2 separate regions of the Mus musculus genome follow, and region 1 is linked to region 2. The links are chromatin contacts, called in public Hi-C maps. All regions are on one chromosome and are shown on one strand. Each heading gives the region's core, a stretch centred on a gene start, on an enhancer-like site or on the middle of the called end of the contact. The rest is flanking DNA. Distances are from core to core; before and after follow the strand shown. Region 1 has its middle 15 kb from the start of Ropn1. Region 2 overlaps Kalrn (kalirin, RhoGEF kinase).

Region 1 (6,404 bases), core at 1,585-4,084, 240 kb after region 2:
CCTACCACAGTGTAAGTGACTGGCCTATGATAACAAAAGAGATGGTGTGCTGACTGGTTTTATGTCAGCTTGACACAAGCTAGAGACACCAGAGAGGAGGTAACCTCAGTTGAGAAAATACCTCCATAAGACTGGGCTACAGGCAAACCTATTCTTAATTAGTGGTTTACTGGGACCATTGTGGGTGGTACCATCCCTGGATTCTATAAAAACTCAGACCAAGCAAGCCATGAGGGTCAAATCAGCAAGCAGAACCCCTTCATGGCCTCTGTATCAGCTGCTGGCTCCAGGTTCTGCTCTGCTTGAGTTCCTGACTGGATTTCATTCAATGATGGACTATGATGTGGATGTATAATCCAAATAAACCCTCCCCTCCCCTCCCCTCCCCTCCCCAACTTGTTTTTTGTCATTGTGTTTCATCACAGCAATAGTAACCCTAACAAGGACAGAAATTGATACCAGGAGTGGGATATTGCTGACTGTATTGTTTTGGAAGGATTATGGAAAGATTTTGGAACTTTAGGCTAGAAAAGCCATTGAGTGTTGAGAGCTCAGTGAGCTGTTCTGTGGTCCTGATTTGTTGTGTTGGGAATGAGGCACACTCCAGTTATCTGAGTACTGGGGCAGCTGAGGTAAGAGGGCTGCCATAGATCTGACCATCTGCTTGGGCTGCATGAGGAGCTTCAGGACAACCTGGACATATCAGTGACATGTCGTTGGTGTCATAAAACATCAAGACATCTTATGGTTTCAGAAGGATAAGAGCCCGTCCTCCTGTGGAGGCATGACATTGGGTGGCAGGCACAATGACAAAAGCAGAAAGCAGGGGGTTGGGGGGGTGGACTGGAAGTAGCTCAGGGATTTAGACTTTCAAAGCCCACCCCTAGTGACATACTATCTCCAGTAAGGCCACACCTCCTAATCTGCCCAAACATCACCATCAACAGGAAACCAAATGTTCAAATGCCTGAGACTATCTTTAGGAGACTATCTTTAGAAGACATTTATCAGTCAAACCAAGGGACTTGGCTACATTAAAAAAAAAAAAAAAAAGCCTTTGATGCTTTGAGACCAAACAGAACCCTGCTGAAAGTTCTACCTATTCTTTCTACTTACAAAATGACAAGGTATATAACATGGCCTAAGCAGAGAGCTGTGTAGCATTTCACTTTATGTCATCTGTAGGCCTATTTAGCATCTCTATGGGTGGGTAGCTCCTGCTCTCAGTCTCTACAGACTCAAACTCAGCACCCCTGCAATACAGAGAGAAGGTAGGAGGACTGAATCTCTGCTTTAAGGAAAGAAGGGCTGTTCTGGCTAGAAGAGGACTTAAAGCCATCCACCACCAGCAGTTAAACAGGTTGGTCTCCATGAGAGCTGGGTGCTATATATAGACCAAATTAGGAGTCACTATTCTTGCCCACTCTACATATTCATACAATTATGAAGGCGGATTTTATAGCAGGCAGTTGCCTCACACTGTATGGATAAGGAAAATGAGATCTATATAAAGGAAATAAATTGATCTGTATCTAACAGGAAGGACTATGATGATGACTCAATGGTAGAGACCTGGGTTCAATCCCCAGCCCTGCAAAAAGAAAAATAACAAACAAACTAGAAGTTTGTGGTAGAGTCTATATCCAAACCCAGTTTATAGACCTGAGCCAGCCAAGTTACTCAAGGTCAAAAGTCTAGTTAAATGTGATAATTGCTGGACTTCTTGGACCTGCCAATCTCTGAATAATGATACAGAGACTTACTAATTTTATTACGTAGCTTAGGCCTAGCTTGGGCTACCTCCCAGCTAGGTCATCTAACCTAATTAACCTGACTATACTAGTTTTCGTCTGGCCAAGTGACCAGTTACCTCTCTCCCAGTAAGTCCCTCCCACCAACATCCATGCAACTTCTCTGTTCTACTTCCTGCCTCTGCTTTTCCTCCTTAGGGACACCCTCTCAGCCAGAAGTCCCACTTTCCCTTTCCTGCCTACTATTGTCCATCAACTCCTGGTTAAACCAATCAGTGAGTGAGAAAGCTGTCTATTTACAAAATACCGAGGCAGGTGGTAAACCATATGAATAACAACACCAAACTCTGGTCAGTACTCAGCTCTCAGCCAGTACAGAATTAACAACTGAATAATGCAAAGACAACCTTCACATGGTGCACCCCAATGGGTAATAATACTATCTTGGATGCTCCTCCAGTTCTAAAAACTCTCCCACCAGAACTCTCTCTCTTCAGCCCCAGGGGCCTCCTATCTCCACCATGTAGTTGGACCACGTGTACACTCCATCATCCCTGCCTTATTTTGTATGGATCCTAGGGATTGAATTCAAGTCTATCTGCTTGCAAAGCAAGGACTTGATTGACTGAGCATCTATCTCCCTGGGACTGCATCTGAGGACTGCATCCTACTTTGTCTGACCAGTCTTTCACTGCCACTGTTAGCACTATCTTGCTATTTCCAGTTTAGTTTCTCTCGCCCTGGGGGGGGATCCTCCCCCTTTAACCTAGTGTTTCGCTATGGTCTCCCCTCCTCTGCCCCAGGGACCATCTGACCCTCCCACCCCTCATTCTCCACCTCTTTCCACCTCTTCCCTCTCTTCAAACAGTGACTCCTGAATCCTAATCTCCACCCAAACTGTGGCTTTCCCCTCTCTCCTGGGGGGGGGGGGAGAAGCCGTGAAAGCCCCAAATGCCATCTTTCATCTTATTTCCTATTTTCAGCACATTTTCTATTTATAATTCTGCCTCCCTCGTAGCAGATTGACACAGCACTCTGTGTGGTTCCCAGAATAAATGCAATTCAAGAGTAAGAGGCGAGTTCAGCTCTCAGGACTCTCTGTAGCCAGGTATGTCAGAGTTTCTTCCCTCTGCCAGGATTTATGAAAGCATCTCTGAGGCATTCATGCCTCCCTGTCCTTCTCTCACTGTCCTGGAAACTCCTTTCACACAAGGTTTCCTTCCTTGGTGGATTTCCTTTCCTGATCATGTCAGGACCAAGCTAATATTAAAGGTGTTTTTTTTTTTTTTTTAATTTCCCAAGCACACATTGACTACTCCATGAAAGGGCCTTCTTCTGCATACATATACATGTGTTATGCATGTATGTTTATACATCTGTGTGAATGCTCACGTGAGTAGGTCATTCAAATGTGTGTGTGCAGGCATGGAGGCCAGAGGTTGATGGTGGGTATCTTCCTCTATCTTTCTACACCGTTTACGCCATGGCAGGGTCTCTTACCTGAACTGAGAGGACAGTGGCTCAGCTAGGGTAGGTACTAGCTTGCTCTGGGCATGTCCTGTCTCCACCTTGCAATTGGTAATACAAACAGTATTTATACCCAAGCTAGGGATCCAAATTCCTATCCTCATAGTTGTGTGGCAAGTGTTTTACTCACTGATCTGTCTCCTGAGCCCTCATGAAAGATTCTTACAAAAACATTTGTTGAGAGCTAGGATAATAGCTTAGTCAGTAAAGTGCTAAGCTTGCAAGGAAGATCTAAATTCAATTCCCCAGAGTCCGCATTAAAAAGAAGATGGAAGAGGAGAAGAAGGAGGAGAAAGAAGAGGGGAGGGAGAGGAGAAGTAAGGAGGAGAAAGAGGAGGAGGAGGAAGAGAAGGAGGAGAAGGAGGAGGAGGAGGAGAAGGAGGAGGAAGAGAACAAACATATGCTGGCAGGTGTTTGTAGTCACAGCCCTGGACAGGTAAGGTCAAGCTGACCCTGGAACTTCCTGGCCAGCTAACCTAGTCTATTCAGTTAGTTCTAGACCAATGAGACCTCACAAAACCAAGACGGATGAAGGTCAAGGGACAACAGCCTGGATTTACATGTATATCACACACACATACATCTATATGCTTATACATGCACACACACACACACACACAGAATATTTGTCGGATGATCTGATGAATACTGAATACTGGTATACTAAATAATAAGTCATAAACTGAGTTGGTGTGCTGCTATTGAAAACTGTAGTTAATCTACAAAGTGAAGCATGTGTTCAAAGTCACATTTTAAAATTAAAAGCCAAGTTCATGTTACAACAAAAATTTCGGCTAATTTTCTCCTTCAAAACTTTTACAGTCTAAAGGAAGAAAGAACGGGTGCAGAGTAACTTCCACTTTAAGCGACGTGCTTTGCCTGGATGATGAAATTTGTTCCACGACCTCTGCAGTGAGTGTTATCGTGTCCATTGGATGTGTGTAAAACTGGGACTGGAGCAGGCGAACAACTCTTTATACTATGAATCAGGGGTAAAGCAGATCCGGCTGAACTTTATCCAGTGTCAGCTCTCATGTCAAAAGCCCAGGGAGGACCTCCAGCCTTTGAGCACAATGTCAGGGAACAACACATGCTGGTAATATCTGCCATGTCCTCTGTCCTCGGCTGGTTCTTCTCTGTGTGGCACATATAAAGTGCTCAAACAATTCTTTCTCGAATTAAACTACTATCTGAACCATTTATTTGCATTATGAATATTCTCAGTGGGTAGATATGTGAAATGTGTGGTCTGCAGCACTATCATGGAAGGTTCTGGAAACTGTAGAAGGCAAAGCTTGGCTGGAGGAAATAAGAAGAGCTATGTTTTTGAAATGCACAATCTTGCCTTGTCCTCTTTTTGCTTCCTGTCCACAATGAGGTCAATAGTTTCCCCTTGCTCACACATACACACACACACACTGCTGTCATGTTCACCCTTGCCACAATGAGGCCAAGAAACACAGATTCAAGCTAACCACAGTTCACCCTTTGAAACCATGAACTAAAATAAATGTTTCCTAAATTCATTCTTTTTAATAGCTGAGTAGTACTCCATTGTGTAAATGTACCACATTTTTTGTATCCATTCCTCTGTTGAGGGGCATCTGGGTTCTTTCCAGCTCTGGCTATTATAAATAAGGCTGCTATGAACATAGTGGAGCATGTGTCCTTCTTACTGGTTGGGACATCTTCTGGATATATGCCCAGGAGAGGTATTGCGGGATCCTCCGGTAGTACTATGTCCAATTTTCTGAGGAACCACCAGACTGATTTCCAGAGTGGTTGTACAAGCTTGCAATTCCACCAACAATGGAGGAGTGTTCCTCTTTCTCCACATCCTTGCCAGCATCTGCTGTCACCTGAAATTTTGATCTTAGCCATTCTGACTGGTGTGAGATGGAATCTCAGGGTTGTTTTGATTTGCATTTCTCTGATGATTAAGGATGCTGATCATTTTTTCAGGTGCTTCTCAGCCATTCGGTATTCCTCAGGTGAGAATTCTTTGTTTAGCTTTGAGCCCCATTTTTAATGGGGTTATTTGATTTTCTGGAGTCCACCTTCTTGAGTTCTTTATATATATTGGATATTAGTCCCCTATCTGGTTTAGGATAGGTAAAGATCCTTTCCCAATCTATTGGTGGCCTTTTTGTCTGGCAAATGGATGGACCTGGAGGGCATCATCCTGAGTGAGGTAACACAATCACAAAAGAACTCAAATGATATGTACTCACTGATAAGTGGATATTAGCCCAGAAACTTAGTAGATATAAGATACAATTTGCAAAACACATGAAACTGAAGAAGAACGAAGACCAAAGTGTGGACACTTTGCCCCTTCTTAGAATTGGAAACAATCACCCATGGAAGGAGTTACAGAGACAAAGTTTGGAGCTGAGACAAAAAGATGGACCATCTAGAGACTGCCATATCCAGAGATCCATCCCATAATTAGCCTCCAAACAATGACACCATTGCATACACTAGCAAGATTTTGCTGAAAGGACCCTGATATAGCTGTCTCTTGTGAGACTAGGCCAGGGCCTAGCAAACACAGAAGTAGATGCTCACAGTCAGCTATTGGATGGAGCACAGCGCCCCCAATGGAGGAGCTAGAGAAAGTATCCAAGGAGCTAAAGAGATCTGCAACCCTGTAGGCGCAACAATATTATGAACTAACCAGTACCCTGGAGCTCTTGACTCTAGCTGCATATGTATCAAAAGATGGCCTAGTCGGCCATCACTGGAAAGAGAGAGCCATTGGACACGCAAACTTTATATGCCCCAGTACAGAGGAATGCCAGGGCCAAAAAATGGGAATGGGTGGGTAGGGAAGTGGGGGGGAGGGTATGGGGGACTTTTGGGATAGCATTCTAAATGTAATTGAGGAAAATATGTAATAATAAAAAATATTTTAAAAAAATAAATGTTTCCTCCCGTAAGTTTTTCTGTTGGCTATTTCGTCACAGCAATGCAGAGCCTAATATGCCCCGTAATATTCTCATATCCAAGGCTCACGGTCAACACTTTAGAAAAAGCCCAATATCAACCTGGGTTCCTGTAAGATGATGTATTTGTCGTTATGCCAACAATTATAAAACACACGTTTTTTGTATTTTTAATAGAAGA
Region 2 (6,537 bases), core at 3,135-5,634:
ATTCAGACAAAAAAAAAAAAAAAAAAAAAAAAAAAAAAAAAAAAAAAACAAAAAAACAAAAAAAAACGCTACCCAGAGACAAAGACTCTATCAACAAGGTGTATGCCAGGGTTATTCTCTATACAGCTCCCACTGTCAGCACCCAGCCCGGGCTCAGGATCTGCCAAGTTCTGACCAAGAAGGAATCCAATTCAGCCACCAAATTTGTAATATCATGGGAAAAATACATTCTACCTAGTAGAACATACATGGCTAGGTCCAAGTAGACTGTTAACAAGAAACAGTAGTTGGCCTAATACCCAAATTAGATGTTTTGCTAAGAAAAGAAATGAGAAACCAAAAACAAACAAACCAAAAATAAAAAAGCCAACAACCATAACAAACCAAACAACAACAACAACAAACCCCTCCTGTTTGTGACCCACTAAGAAACAACATGAAGCCCTAGGGAACCCCTGGGGTGGATACGCTCTTCCTACCGGAACCTCTCACGGAGAGAGCCCCACCAGCCCTGGCCGAGAGAGCAAATCAGGCTGCAGTGTTGTCAGGTGTGTGGTGGACCTGCCTGTTGTTGCAAGTGTCCTCCAGACTCTCCAGGTGATGTCAGGGCCCCCTTCCCTCTGCCTGTCACTGGAGGGAGGAAGCAGCCATGAAAGCCTAACTGCTAATGTGTCTCCTCTTATAGGACAGTGAGTGATCGTGCGCGCGCGCGCGCGCGCACACACACACACACACACACACACACACACACACACACACACACACACACACACACACATCTTCTTAAGGTCTACTACAAAGAAGCATACTCACCAGACACAAAGGCCACTTTCTCCTTTAGGATAGGAAGGACATCAGAAGCTTTCAAACCATCATTCCGAAAAGATCCTGTGGGACAACAAAATAGAAAGAGAGTAAAGATGTCAGCTAGGCTACAAGGTCCCACCCTCAGCCTCCAAGACCCATCAACTTGGCTTGTGCAGGTCTGCAGCCCAGCCCAACACAGGGAGAGTCCCCATTGTGATGGGGTTAAAGCCTTCTTCTCTTCTCTTGGTCCTTTTCAAGAGAGGAAAGTTCAAGTCACTTCCACTGAGTACAAAACCCAGTGTCTCAATGACATCACAGGCAGTCCTGTGGTTGAGGAGCAACTTGCAAATGGCAAGATGTTTAAAGCACATTTATACCTGGAGTGCCTAGCAGAGTGTCACACAGAGATAGCATGGAGTATGTACTGGTGAGTTAGTTCAGATATTAAAGTAGTTTACAGAACCCTGAATGACATCTTCTTAAACGGTTAGATTTCATTTTACAAATGGGAAAATAACCAAAAATCTGTTAGCCAGAAGCTAAGTTGATGATGATAACCCATACATGCCTGCACTCTAACGTTACCACCAGTCCTCAATCTTCTAAGAAAGTGCACTTTCTCTGTCTGGTTGTTAAGTCTTGCTTCCCGGTTGTAAAGTACTTTCTTGGGTCTAGCCAAATTCCTATTAGAGGGGTGGAGGCAGACACCAGAGCTCCCCAGAACTGGCAAAGAAAGATTCATCTAGAGAAACTCTAGTCCCAGAAGCAAAGGCCAACCCAGCCTAGTATGAGGAACATGGGAAGGGAAGACCAGCTTCCAAGCATACAAAGCTTCAGGCTAGACCACTGTAACCCTGGCAGTTTTCTCCAGTGCATTACAGAACTCTGAAAGGGAACCACCCACACTCATACCCTTGGAGCTGTAATTGGGGTCTCTGTTGTGTATTACCATTAAGACATCACAAAGTGGATCTCATAAAGCAAGCAGTGCTATCAGCTCAGTACAATAGGGCCAAGAACCATGGATATACCCACATGCTGTGAGGCCAAGTCTGAAATCTACAAAGAAGAGTTGCATGTTGGTTAGGCTAGTCTCTATCTCTCAGTCTCTCAACATCATATGAATTTTACCAACAGTCCAGGAATTAGCTCACTGGCCCAGGAAAAGGGAAATTTCATGCCCTGTGCACATCTAACCAAGGAAGAGAAAGAGACGTGTTACCAAATACCAGGACCCAAGGTCAGCGATCATAATCCAACCCCAATCAAATTTCCAGTGTCTGACTATTTCATTTCTTTCTTCTCTTTTATGTTCCCCTGATGTAGTGAAGCTTTTATTCAGCAATTATGTCTCTTCAGAAGCTGACACACAGTGCATGATGTGGAGTAGTAGCTACAGGCTCACTCCGCTGCAGTGAGGAAGAAACAAAGACAAGGAAGAATTCTGACTTCAAAGACACCACCTTGTTTTCTAGCTCTGTCTTTAGTTCCTTCAGATAGGCACGCTCAAACCCCATCTCCCACACCAAAGACTACATCTCACAAAAGAGACTAATTAGCAACAATTATTACAAAATTCACAAGTAGTTCCTATTACTTGCTTTGCTTTGCTTTGCTTTGTTTTCTTCCACACAAGGAACCATTTTTAGCTTCACAGCCATCTTTAACTCTTGAACTGTTTGTGGAAAATGACATTAAAGTATCAAAACAGCTTGTTTTTTTTTTTTTTTTTACAAGTGAAATACACTGTTCTTAGTTTTTAAATACTCTGCTTGCATCAGTATGAACACTTAATCTCTATAGAAAAACTAATATAAAAAATAAATTCTATCCGACTTTTCCCAGATTATTTACAAGTTCAAAGTAAGCCAGGCCTGGTGACCCATAAACCCAGCTATTCAAGAAGTCAAAGCAGAAGGGTTGCAAGTTCAAAGCCAGCCTTGGCAACATAGTAAAGGGATTGAGTATGCTATGTCCAACCCATTTTTATCTGCAGAGAGGGAGGCCCTAGTCTCATCTTTCCTTAGCTCTTCCTTCTCAGGACCCATAGGATGGCTTCCAAGTCCTCCATGTAGCTAGTAATCATGGGCTCTAGTAAATGTCAGTCTTGAGCTGCCCTCTTTCTAAGGTTCTCAGACTTTCTCCTTGGTCCGAGGCCTCCCAGTCGAACTGATGACTGCTGGGCTGTATGGCTGACTGTGTGCCCACCACAAGAACTCCCAAAGTACCAATATTTACTAAATCCATTCCTAGGAAGTAATCATTCCCAACAGTAGCAACAAGATTTTTCACATTATAAAAGCATTTGCTTGGGGGTCTTTCAGAATAAAAGTTCCCTTCATGGTTTAAATTAGTTTTTCATTTGCCAAAAAATTGAATTACAAATAACTTTTCAACAATACATGTATTATGTAAAGCCAAGTAGAGCTAAACTAATTAGCCTAGGGGCTCAGAAATTGGTGACCTTGCATATAAAACTTATTTGCACTGGCTGAGGAGCCTATGGATCAATCCCTCCAGGGACCTTGTGAAACCAGCTGTTAGAATATATAATAAAGGATAAGGGAAGTTCATTGACTGCTAACTCAAACAGAACCAATGAAATTGGAACATGTTTTCACTACCAGGTACACATCCTGGTAGACTCCTGGTCAATAAATATTTGATGATAGAATAAATGACTAAGTGGAAGTTAGCCCTTCCTAAAATGAGCTACACGAGGCAGGTGGCATTACCTGTCATATAAGCACTAGTGGTCCTGATAGATGACCTCCAAGGTGTCTCTAAGCTCTGATGCCCTGAGCCTAAATTCATTCTCCATACGTATCAACACAATCTTATACTTCACAATCCTCTCACTATTAGATCAACGTGTTTTGAAAGGATGCATTGAAAGCAAATTCTTCATTCAGTTTCTGTGTGCTTTGTAAAAACTAAAACACCTCCCCTGGCTTCCTGGCCATTTCTTCTTGGTATCAGGACTGGGAATTTTGCAGGTAGACCAGTTGCCAAAATGGAAGAAAAATGACAGAACTTCTATAAGTACGCACTTGTGCCTTGCAGGAAGCAGTTTGCACAGCTACTGCTCTTTCTGACACAAAGTGTATCCAATAGCATTATTGGGCTGCGAACACTAGACCAATGGCAGGCTGGCCTTTTCCTTAAGACAAGCCTGCTGAAACAGTAGATGTCTCACTACCTCTACAGAAGGCCTGAGAAGAAATGAAAGTCCCTAGCTCCTCCTTTGCCCTACAAGGGAAAACAAAACAAGTCAGCAGGAACCTTATGGACCTGACCCAATGTGGGTGTTGTGCTTTCTCTTAAGGACAAAGGCATGCTTGGCTAGCTTTCAGTGCTAAGCCCACCACATTCATGTCCTGCTGCTGTCAGAATTACAAGCCTGCTGTTCTGTTAATTAGCAAAGTTGAAATGCTCTGCATCTATTAAGGAAGTACAAATTGCCACCACCATCCTCCCAAGACCCTTCAGTTCAGGTTTCCTCCCAGCCCTGTGCCTGCTCCTCATTGCCCTGCACCTCAAACAGCATGTTCCCATCACTGCCTGGTTCTCCTCACATTTTCCAGCTCCCTGCTTCTCATATGTAAAGCACCAATGGTTGGCCTTCACTCTGGCATCCATCCTGCACTTCTAGTCCTAAAGAAAAGCAAGCTGGGCCTTGTGCCATGGGCCCTGCCCATGGGTTCTTGGGCCTGGGAAAGCAGTAGTTCCCTTAAGGAAGCAGAGTGGTTGGGCTGCATGCCAGTCTCCTTCAGAAAGCCATCCTGAGTGAAACAAACACTGAGTGAGCACTTGGTGAGTGTTCAAAGGTACAAGCTGCCAGGAAACCCAAGGATGGCCCACTATTTCCTTTTGGTTTTTAGTCACACTTCCATAATTTGCACTTATTGAAGAATGAGTGTGTAAGCATTCCAACATTGCTTCAAGTGGGTCTGAACCCTATCCTCCACTAAAATGACAAACATCCCAATAGTCAGGTCCCCACATCTTCTCTCTATTCCCTCCCATTGTATTCTGTGCAGGTGAGATCATGTCTCTGACAACAGCCCATTTTCCTACTGGCATGCCTTTCTATCTCTGCTTGGAAGTCCCTGGAAAGCAAAATCCAGTTCTTATTTGCCTTGGTATTAGCACAGTCTAACACAAGGCCTACCTAGCACATTTGAATGAAGCTGGGAAGAGGGAAACATCAAAATCACACACAAGCCAGTGTTGGCTAAATGAGCTCTTAGGGTGCTCAGTAGCAAGGCATATTTATTTTGTGCAGCATGTAAATTGGTGATGTGGTGTCACTTTGAAAGGATTCCTAGTAGCTAGCCCCATAGTCTTGTTCTTCAAAGTAACAGCTATCACCTGCCACCTAGAACTTGCTAGAAACTCAGGATCCCAGGTCCCACTCAATACCAATAGAACCAAACACTGCATTAGAAACAGAACCCCAGGTGACTCTAATTACACATTGTGAGGCAAAGAGAGTGTCAGAGATTCCTCCTCTTGTCCAGGGTTTCAGATATTCAGGTCTTAGCTGCAATCCATCACTTAGGTTCCACACTAATAAAGGTTATCCAGGAGCTGTGTATTAATAATTCATCTTCCAGGCCATTGAGACTGGACTGTGTCTTGTTTTGGAAGAGCATGAATGTTTATAAACCATGCTTATCAGATGCTTGGAATGGTACCTTAACCCATTCCCTCATCCAATAAATGTCTTAATTTCATAACAAAAATATTTTCTTATGTTCTGAGATCTGAATTCTTCAGTAATCATACTTGTAGACCAAATCACCGTCTTTTAGATGATCCCAGAAGACAGGAGAGCCAATTTTTGCCTCTCTATCCCAGCTTATGCCTGACCTACAAAGCCTTGAATACCAAGCAATGCTGGACAGGAAACAGGAAAAGCAAAGGTGCCAAGCCAAGAGAGCCCCATACCCATGAGTACCTGGTACTCATTTCACGAAATTCCCAGTGAGGGGAAGACTCATGCTCTGCCCTCTGGTAACCCACAGCCCAGAATACCCAGTGCTCACCTCCTCCTAATTCTGGGTAACTAGCAGACTGAATAAAAAACAAGATCCTGAGATGCTGACAAAGAACTCCATCCTTCCCCTGCACTCTCCACCTAGCCACATAGTACCCATGCTATCTTGATGATGGAAGTTATCTATTCAGTACCCACACTGCCTGATGATGGCAGATGATGGTGTTGCCCATCGCCGAGATGCCAGAACAGAAGCATGGATGGCATCCTAGACATTCATCTCTCCATCACACTTCTCAATTTGGACATTCAATCATGCTGACTCTACATCCTAAATCTCCCACCAGTCCATCATTTCTGTGTGGCTTCCCTGATCTCTCGATCAAGTTGAGCTGTCCCCAGTTGTTCCTTATCATTGTCGGATGGCATTTACGTGTTTTCCTTTCACATCTGTTAACTTATTCTGACATCTCTAGAGAAAAGCCCTTGTCGTACTCATTGTTCCTCCCCCACTGTCATACCCAGGAGACTCAGGAGATATCACCACAACTGAACACACACGTGTTCAGTGAGTTCAGTGTTGAGCTGGAGGTGGACAGGTTCTCCTAGGAGAACATCTGGACTAAGTTTTGAATAAGAAAAGGGCAGAAGACAAATAGGAAAGGGCCTAGGCCTTGTGCCACAGATGTGTAGCATGTACCTGCTGAAGAGGAAAACAGGATGGAGGGTAT

The links. A called contact is a pair of places that touch in the nucleus more often than the background predicts.
Region 1: a contact with region 2 is called in a Hi-C map of cerebral cortex, with 1.7 times the contacts expected there. The contact joins two enhancer-like sites. A contact is called at or near these places in 2 of 484 Hi-C or Micro-C datasets (cerebral cortex and nephron progenitors), 1 of 115 datasets of contacts at active chromatin or transcription factors (the NIH/3T3 cell line) and 3 of 9 other capture datasets (adipose tissue, liver and pancreatic islet).

The regions. Positions count from the first base shown.
Region 1 is chr16:34,632,972-34,639,375 of GRCm38.p6, forward strand. No RefSeq gene overlaps it. Among named protein-coding and RNA genes, the nearest start is that of Ropn1, 15 kb to the right of the region's middle. Within about 2 kb of position 2,835, at least 5 of the 459 cell types and tissues checked have an H3K27ac peak or open chromatin away from gene starts, as enhancers often do. A contact at or near this core is called in cerebral cortex, where this site is marked.
Region 2 is chr16:34,391,222-34,397,758 of GRCm38.p6, forward strand. Kalrn (kalirin, RhoGEF kinase) reads right to left here. Exons shown (of 60, transcript NM_177357.3): 2 at 814-888. Among named protein-coding and RNA genes, the nearest start is that of Kalrn, 120 kb to the right of the region's middle. Within about 2 kb of position 4,385, at least 19 of the 459 cell types and tissues checked have an H3K27ac peak or open chromatin away from gene starts, as enhancers often do. A contact at or near this core is called in cerebral cortex, where this site is marked.